Regions from separate parts of the Oncorhynchus kisutch genome. Here region 2 is linked to region 1. A link is a contact called in public Hi-C data. All regions are on one chromosome and are shown on one strand. Each heading gives the region's core, a stretch centred on a gene start, on an enhancer-like site or on the middle of the called end of the contact. The rest is flanking DNA. Distances are from core to core; before and after follow the strand shown.

What was found. Hi-C and Micro-C count contacts between places; a contact is called where the count stands out from the background.
Region 2: a Hi-C map of muscle shows a contact between it and region 1, with 11 times the contacts expected there. The contact joins the promoter of LOC109896714 here to the promoter of chst11 in region 1. A contact is called at or near these places in 2 of 2 Hi-C or Micro-C datasets (liver and muscle).

Annotation. Positions count from the first base shown.
Region 1 is chrLG9:7,425,162-7,428,652 of Okis_V2, reverse strand. chst11 (carbohydrate (chondroitin 4) sulfotransferase 11) reads right to left here and starts at 1,703. Exons shown (of 4, transcript XM_031831716.1): 1 at 1,463-1,703. The coding sequence starts at 1,565.
Region 2 is chrLG9:7,571,759-7,575,384 of Okis_V2, reverse strand. LOC109896714 (zinc-binding protein A33-like) reads left to right here and starts at 1,737. Exons shown (of 1, transcript XM_020491031.2): 1 at 1,737-2,308. The coding sequence starts at 1,759. The coding sequence ends at 2,298. The region is part of intron 10 of LOC109896712 (solute carrier family 41 member 2); the gene reads left to right.

The DNA of each region.
Region 1 (3,491 bases), core at 454-2,953:
CACACACCATCTTACACGGGGCTTTTTCTCACATGTCTGACATGTATTCTTCAAAAACAATTACATGCAACACTTTCAGATGTCCCCTCTTCTAAAACGAGATAGGTCCATGCATGCCTATACCCCTATGCCTGGGAGAGGCTCCCTATAGCAACCCCCTCAGCCTTTTGTCTTTGTGGATCTACAGAATGTCGCGGGGGAGTCATGCATCGCCGCTGGAAAGCATTTCTCCACATGCCCAAGTATCTGTGTGCGCACTAACGCACATATATTGGGGCTGTTTCCACGGTGATGTTTGATTAACGGAATAGGGATGACACGCATTACGGTGCAGTAGGCTAGTGATGAGAGCCCCGTCGCGGGTGTAGGCTACATCGATGACTCACAAGCGGGGACTCAGAAATTCCACCAAATTATGTGGAAGTACGGCGTGGCAATTAGAGTTTTACGCATTCATACTTGGTTCCTCTGTAGTACAATTTATTCGCTGATATTCCCCTTCCTTTAAAAAAAAATCCATTACCACTTGTTCACTATTCGGACACAACTTTGAATCAAAGGAGGGGAACCAATAAAGTATTACTGCAAAATCCCCTTTAACAATAATACGGTCACTTTGGCTGGGAAAAGTCTACATGGCACAATACCCTGTTATTATTATTTACATCACTATATTCCCTACTACCGCAAATAGAGACGTGGCCACATTGAAATAAAGCATAGCCAATGTATTCAAAATTAGTGAGGTAATTAAATCACACTTTTTTTTATTTTTGCCACCTCTCTGATCCTGGACCATGGCATGGAACAGGAGCTCAAATTAAACAGTTTCAGTCATGGGAGGAATTTAACAGCGTCACACAGTTGCTCAGAAATAATTTCGCGTTACTGTAAACCTGTTGTAGGTCAATATTGAGGCATTTTGCTGTTTGTACAGTGAGATCCTTGCGCGTCTGAAAGCAGGGCTCTTTGATTCATGGTACAGAGCCTATACTGTACGGCTGCTGCCGAACGGTGCCGTGGCAGTGGCACTGGGTCGACTTCAGCCAAACTGACTGGAGAGAGACAAAAAGAATCCATCCATACCAGCGAGAACGCCAGCGACTACAGGCGATGCGTACCGCAATCTCAAAACACACATGCCGTGCTCGTTTCCCAAGAGATTACTGACTCTGGCACAATAGCCTATACGATCAATTGCATAAACGCACAATCTATGCGATAGTGTTTGATCTAAAACAGGCAACACATTATTTCCCAACCTCGGCGACGCAGGATGGATAGATGGGTGTTGCAACCTTGTCATTGTTTATAAAATGCATGATTCAACATAGTCAACAAATACATCGATATCAACATGCCACAACAGAGTGGGCCATGGTCAGGACGTCACAGATCAATGAACACAACACACAACAAATTCGAGAGAGACAGAGACCCTACCTACCTGGTTGGAACATACTTTGGAAATAAAAGATGACCAGAATAAAAGATCCCAAACAAGTGGCGAGTACCATCCGGCATATTCTGCTCATCCTCATCAGCTCGAGCAGAGTCTGTTTCATGGCTGTCAGGGAATGACTGTGGCTGATTTTCTATGTGTAGGTCGGTAGGTCGGTCTGAGCACCGGGGCTTGTCGTGCGGTTGTGGTACTGATGGTGATACTCACTGCAATTGTCCGCTACTCAATGAGCTCAATGCTTTCGCTCTGGACTGTACTATTCGTCCCTACCTCCTAAACTACAGGGGAAGCAAGGCAACTATTCTGCCCCCTCTTGCAACAGAAAATGAGCGCGCCCAAACGCGATGAGCAACAGAGACGTGTAAAACAGAACCGCTATCTCACGTCGCACACTGAGAAATGAATGGTGTTATACCACATTGCTATATATTTATTTTTGAATGTGTCTAAATATGTCTAAGCGTTTCCCCCTGTAATACGATTATATATGGAAAGATTAATTATCACCATCTGAGTGAGTGACTGTGTAAGAGAAGTACTGTGTGGATTAATTTACATTCCCCTCACACCAAGAACATGCGAACACTAACAGAGAAGTAGATCGATGCTGCTGACACAACCCAGACATGGTGAAACTGTTCATTATAACAGAGATTACATAACGTAGGCTACTGTACAAACCGGCGTTCTTGTATGAAAATGGTTTGTGGATCAGTTTGTGAGTAAATGTGCGTAGCTCATTGAATTGCGCGCATCTATAGATTAGATATATGGTTCTTGTTCAAGTCCAGTGATGGGAATACCATATTTAGATATTTTAAATTCACACCAATCAATTGACTTAATTGAATTTCAATCAAATAATGTTGTCAAATCAGGCTAGTGAGAGTTATGAATTGAATATATTTGTATTACCTGAATATGACATGGCTAAAATTGACACATTTTACCCGTTGGACGTTGCCTTGCCAGTCTTGCAGAGGCCATAGAAGGATTCGTTATGCCAATGTGCTAATTCCTCAATAGTATGGGTATGGGTATTATAGCACCACCTAGTGTCAATGGTAGACAGATATATTTCTCAAAGTGGCCACAGAAAAGAGTTAGGGTTTTTGCCCTAGCACTACACAGCTGATTCAAATGATCAACTCATCATCAAGCTTTGATTATTTGAATCAGCTGTGTATTGCTAGGGCAAAAACCAAGACCTGCACCTGGGAGGGGGGCTGAGTTTGGGAAACCCTGCCATTGAGTACCACAGTGTGAGTCATCATCAGTGGCGATTTTAGCATGTAAATATTGGTGGGTAAAACTTATAAAAAAAGTTAACTAATTATGCATGCCAGCAAAGCCACTGCACAGCACAGTACAACACTAAACAATACATTAATTGCACTAAAATGGTGACAAACCATAATTTGCAAATAAATTCATTAACAATCCTACAATGTGATTTTCTGGATTTTTTCCCCCTCATTTTGTCTGTCATAGTTGAAGTGTACCTATGATGAAAATTTACAGGCCTCTCATCTTTTTAAGTGGGAGAACTTGCACAATTGGTGGCTGACTAAATACTTTTTTGCCCCACTGTATATATATTTTACATTGTTTGCAAACTGACATGTGACCAAATAACATGCAAAACAGGCAAGCCACCCCCCCCCCCCCCCCCAAAAAGTGTATTATGTTCTTGCTAAAAATGTGAGGCTTGTTCGAGAGAGATTTATATGGTTATCATCACACCAGGGTAAGCCTACATGAAACACAGCCCTTATTTGAATTGTTTTTAAAATCCCCAATGGAAAAAAATGAATGGTGGGAAAACATTTGGAGCCGTTTTCCTGTTTGACCGCTAGGTTTTATGGGTATTAGGACACCTTCATCATGGGGCTTTATTGAGCATGTCCACAGTGATCTATTCTAAAAACCAAAGGAAATACCTTCTGAAAAGATCCCAAAGCAAAGTGACAAAATGTTGAATCAATGTATCGTTATATGATTATAACTGGGACAATTGGAGACATAGCTG
Region 2 (3,626 bases), core at 488-2,987, 150 kb before region 1:
TAATGCAAAAACAAAGTGTTGGAAAAGAAAGTAAAAGTGCAATATGTGCTATGTAAGAAAGCTAACTTTTAAGTTCCTTGCTCAGAACATGAGAACATATGAAAGTTGGTGGTTCCTTTTAACATGAGTCTTCAATATTCTCAGGTAAGAAATTTTAGGTTGTAGTTATTATAGGAATTATAGGACTATTTCCCTCTATACCATTTTGTATTTCATTAACCTTTGACTATTGGATGTTCTTATAGGCACTTTAGTATTGCCAGTGTCAAGGCAGGTCGTTATCGCGTTGGACTAGTTAACTGTAAGGTTGCAAGACTGGATCCCCCGAGCTGACAAGGTGAAAATCTATCTTTCTGGCCCTGAACAAGGCAGTTAACCCACCGTTCGTTCCTAGGCTGTCGTTGAAAATAAGAATGTGTTCTTAACTGACTTGCATAGTTAAATAAAGATTAAATAAAGGTGTGAAAAAAGAAAAGAAAATCGGCAAAATCGGTGTCCAAAAATACCGATTTCCGTTTGTTATGAAAAATTAGGGCCGATTTCAAGTTATCGGCCATTCCGATTAATCGGTCGACCTCTACTCTGAAGTTTCTAAAACTGTTTGAATGATGTCTGTGAGTATAACAGAACTTATTTGGCAGGCGGAACCCCGTGGACAAACCATCCAGGAAAAAAATGTCACTCTCATTTCAATGGGTTTTCATTGGGAATCTAGAATTCTAAGACAGTTGCTTGCAATTCCTATCGCTTCCACTGGATGTCAAGTCTTTAGAAATTGGTTGATGTTTTTCCTTTGTGTAATGAAGAAGTAGCCCTGTTCAGAACAAGGGTCGAGTGAACTGTACTGTTTGATAGAGGTTTGTGACCTGAAAAGCACGCTCCACTTTGTTTTCCTCCGGTATTGAACGTAGTTTATCCCGTCTTAAATTTGATCGATTATTTACATTGAATACCTAAAGTTCTATTAGGAAAGTTGTTTGGACAAAGAATACAGGTAACTTATGAGATATTTTGTAGTCATGTTGCGCGAGTTGGAACCGGTGTTTTTCTGGAGCAAACGTGCCAAATAAATTTACATTTTGGATATATAACAACGGAAATAATCGAACAAAAGGACCAGTTGTGATGTTTATGGGACACATTTGAGTGCCAACAAAAGAAGATCTTCAAAGGTAAGGCATGAATTATATAGTTTCGTGTCGCGCCTGGCGGGTTGAATTATGATTGTCTGTCTTTGTTTGATGGGGTGCTATCCTCAGATAATAGTATGGTTTGCTTTCACCGTGTCAATTCTGCACTGAGACAGACCACAAGACTCATGACACTGTCCCTCTAGAGGAAGAGCGTGGAGAGAGGAAGGCTCAGCTGAGGACGACTGAGGCAGAAGTGCAGCAGATGATCCAGGAGAGACTGAAGAATGTTCAAGAAATCAAACACTCAGTAGATCTCAGCAAGAGAGAGGCAGAGCGAGAGAGATCAGACAGTGTACAGGTCTTCACTGCTCTGGTGCGCTCCATTGAGAGAAGTCAGGCTGAGCTCATTGAGGAGAAGCTGAAAGCAACATAGAGGCAGGCTGAAGGGCTCATTAAAGAACTGGAGCAGGAAATCACTGAGCTACAGAGGAGAAGCACTGAGCTGGAGCAGCTCTCACACACTGAGGACCACCTCCTACAGAGCTTCCCATCCCTGTGCACCCCTCCACCCATCAATAACTGGTCTGAGATCAGTGTTAATAGTCATCTGTGTGTGGGGACTGTGATGAGAGCTGTATCTCAACTGGAGGAGACACTGAATAAACAGATGGAGAAGCTGCCTGAAGTCAAACTGAAGAGGATTCAGCAGTATGCAGTGGATGTGACTCTGGATTCTGATACAAGATTGACACATCCCTACCTCATCATGGCTGAGGATAGAAAACAAGTGAAACATGGAGATACAAAACAGGATCTCCCCGACAACCCAGAGAGGTTCAATCTTGATGTCTATGTATTGGGAAAGGAGGGCTTCTCCTCAGGTAGATTTGACAATGCGGTGATGGTTAAAGGAAAGACTAAGTGGGATTTAGGAGTGGCCAGAGAGTCCATCAACAGGAAGGGGGATATCACACTGAGTGCTGAGAATGGATACTGGGCTCTGTGGCTGAAGAATGGAGAATACGAGGCTCTTGCTAAACCCAGTGTCCTGCTCTCCCTGAGAGGGAGGCCCCAGAAGGTGGTGTTTGTTGATTATGTGGAAGGTCAGGTCTCCTTTTATGATGAGGAGGCCAGGTCTCTACTCTTTCACTGGCTGCACCACTGATAAACTCTATCCATTTTTCTGCCCGTCTTAATGATGGTGAAAACTCTACCTCTCTGATCACCTCTCCTGTCAATGACACTGACTGAGTTTAACCTTAAAGTATAGTTGATGGGCATTCTTTGGAGGAGACTGCAGTGTCATATGAATGTCACAAATGGTTGTTTATGTCCTTATACTCAATGATATCTAGTCTCTCTCATTGTTGTTATGAAAAATCAAAGCAGTAAATGTATCCCCACTCCCTAAAACGTTGTAATAAATAATTCCTTAATAAAATGCTTATAGAAAAGGGTTTCTAGGGCATTTATTTTCCGTATTTACATGTAATGCCATAGCCACTCTCTTTCACAGGGGACAATGAGGAATTCTCTCTTTCTCTCAATGCTATTTATAGGAATGATATACTTCTCCTTTAAAGTAGCTTGAATCAGGGGAACTTAATACTTAGTCTGTGGTTGTGGTCTCCCATTGTGCTAGTGGTAAGTCCTCGCATTGCTTTCCATGTCTTTACTACTTCATCCAGTAACTTGTGTCCGAGATGGGATATTGCCTTTGTTTCAAAAGGGAGAGATTTGCCGTGGTTGTCCTGGGAGAGGACTTGAAACAAGGTGCATAGGCATGCTTCCCAAAGGAGGGGGTTGCAACTATCCACCTCATTTTCAAACATTGCTATGGGCACAGCTAAACAACGGAAGTGATACATTTGACTTCTTCTGCTTTACTGCAGTGCAGCATTGGCAACCTCTGTGGGTGACTATTGCCAGATTAAATTATTTTAAGGAGTCAATTTAGAGCATAAAGGAGTCAATTTAGAGCATAAAAGTCAAGTAAGCCATATGTCATATTTAATTAATTCACATTCGCTAACATTAGCTAGGCCTACTAGTTCTGTTGCGATAACGTTAGTTGTGTCAGAGTTAAGGGCCATGCACACCTGTATTTGGGGAGTTTCTCCCAGTCTTCGCTGTAGATACTCTCAAGCCCTGTCAGGTTGGATGGGGAGCATCAATGCATAGATATTTTCAGTTGTCTCCGGAGATGTTTGATCTGGTTCAAGTCTGGCATCTGGCTGGGCCACTCCAGGACATTCAGAGACTTGTCCCGAAGCCACTCCTGCTTTGTCTTGGCTGTGTGCTTAGGGTCGTTGTCCTGTTGGAAGGTGAACCTTCAACCCAGTCTGAGGTCCTGAGTGCTCTTGAGCAGGTTTTCATCAACGATCTCTCTGTACTTTGCTTCGTTCATCTTTCCCTCGATTCTGACTAGCCTCCCAGTCCCTGCCAATGTTGAATATCCACACCACATGATGCTGCCACCACCATGCTTCACCG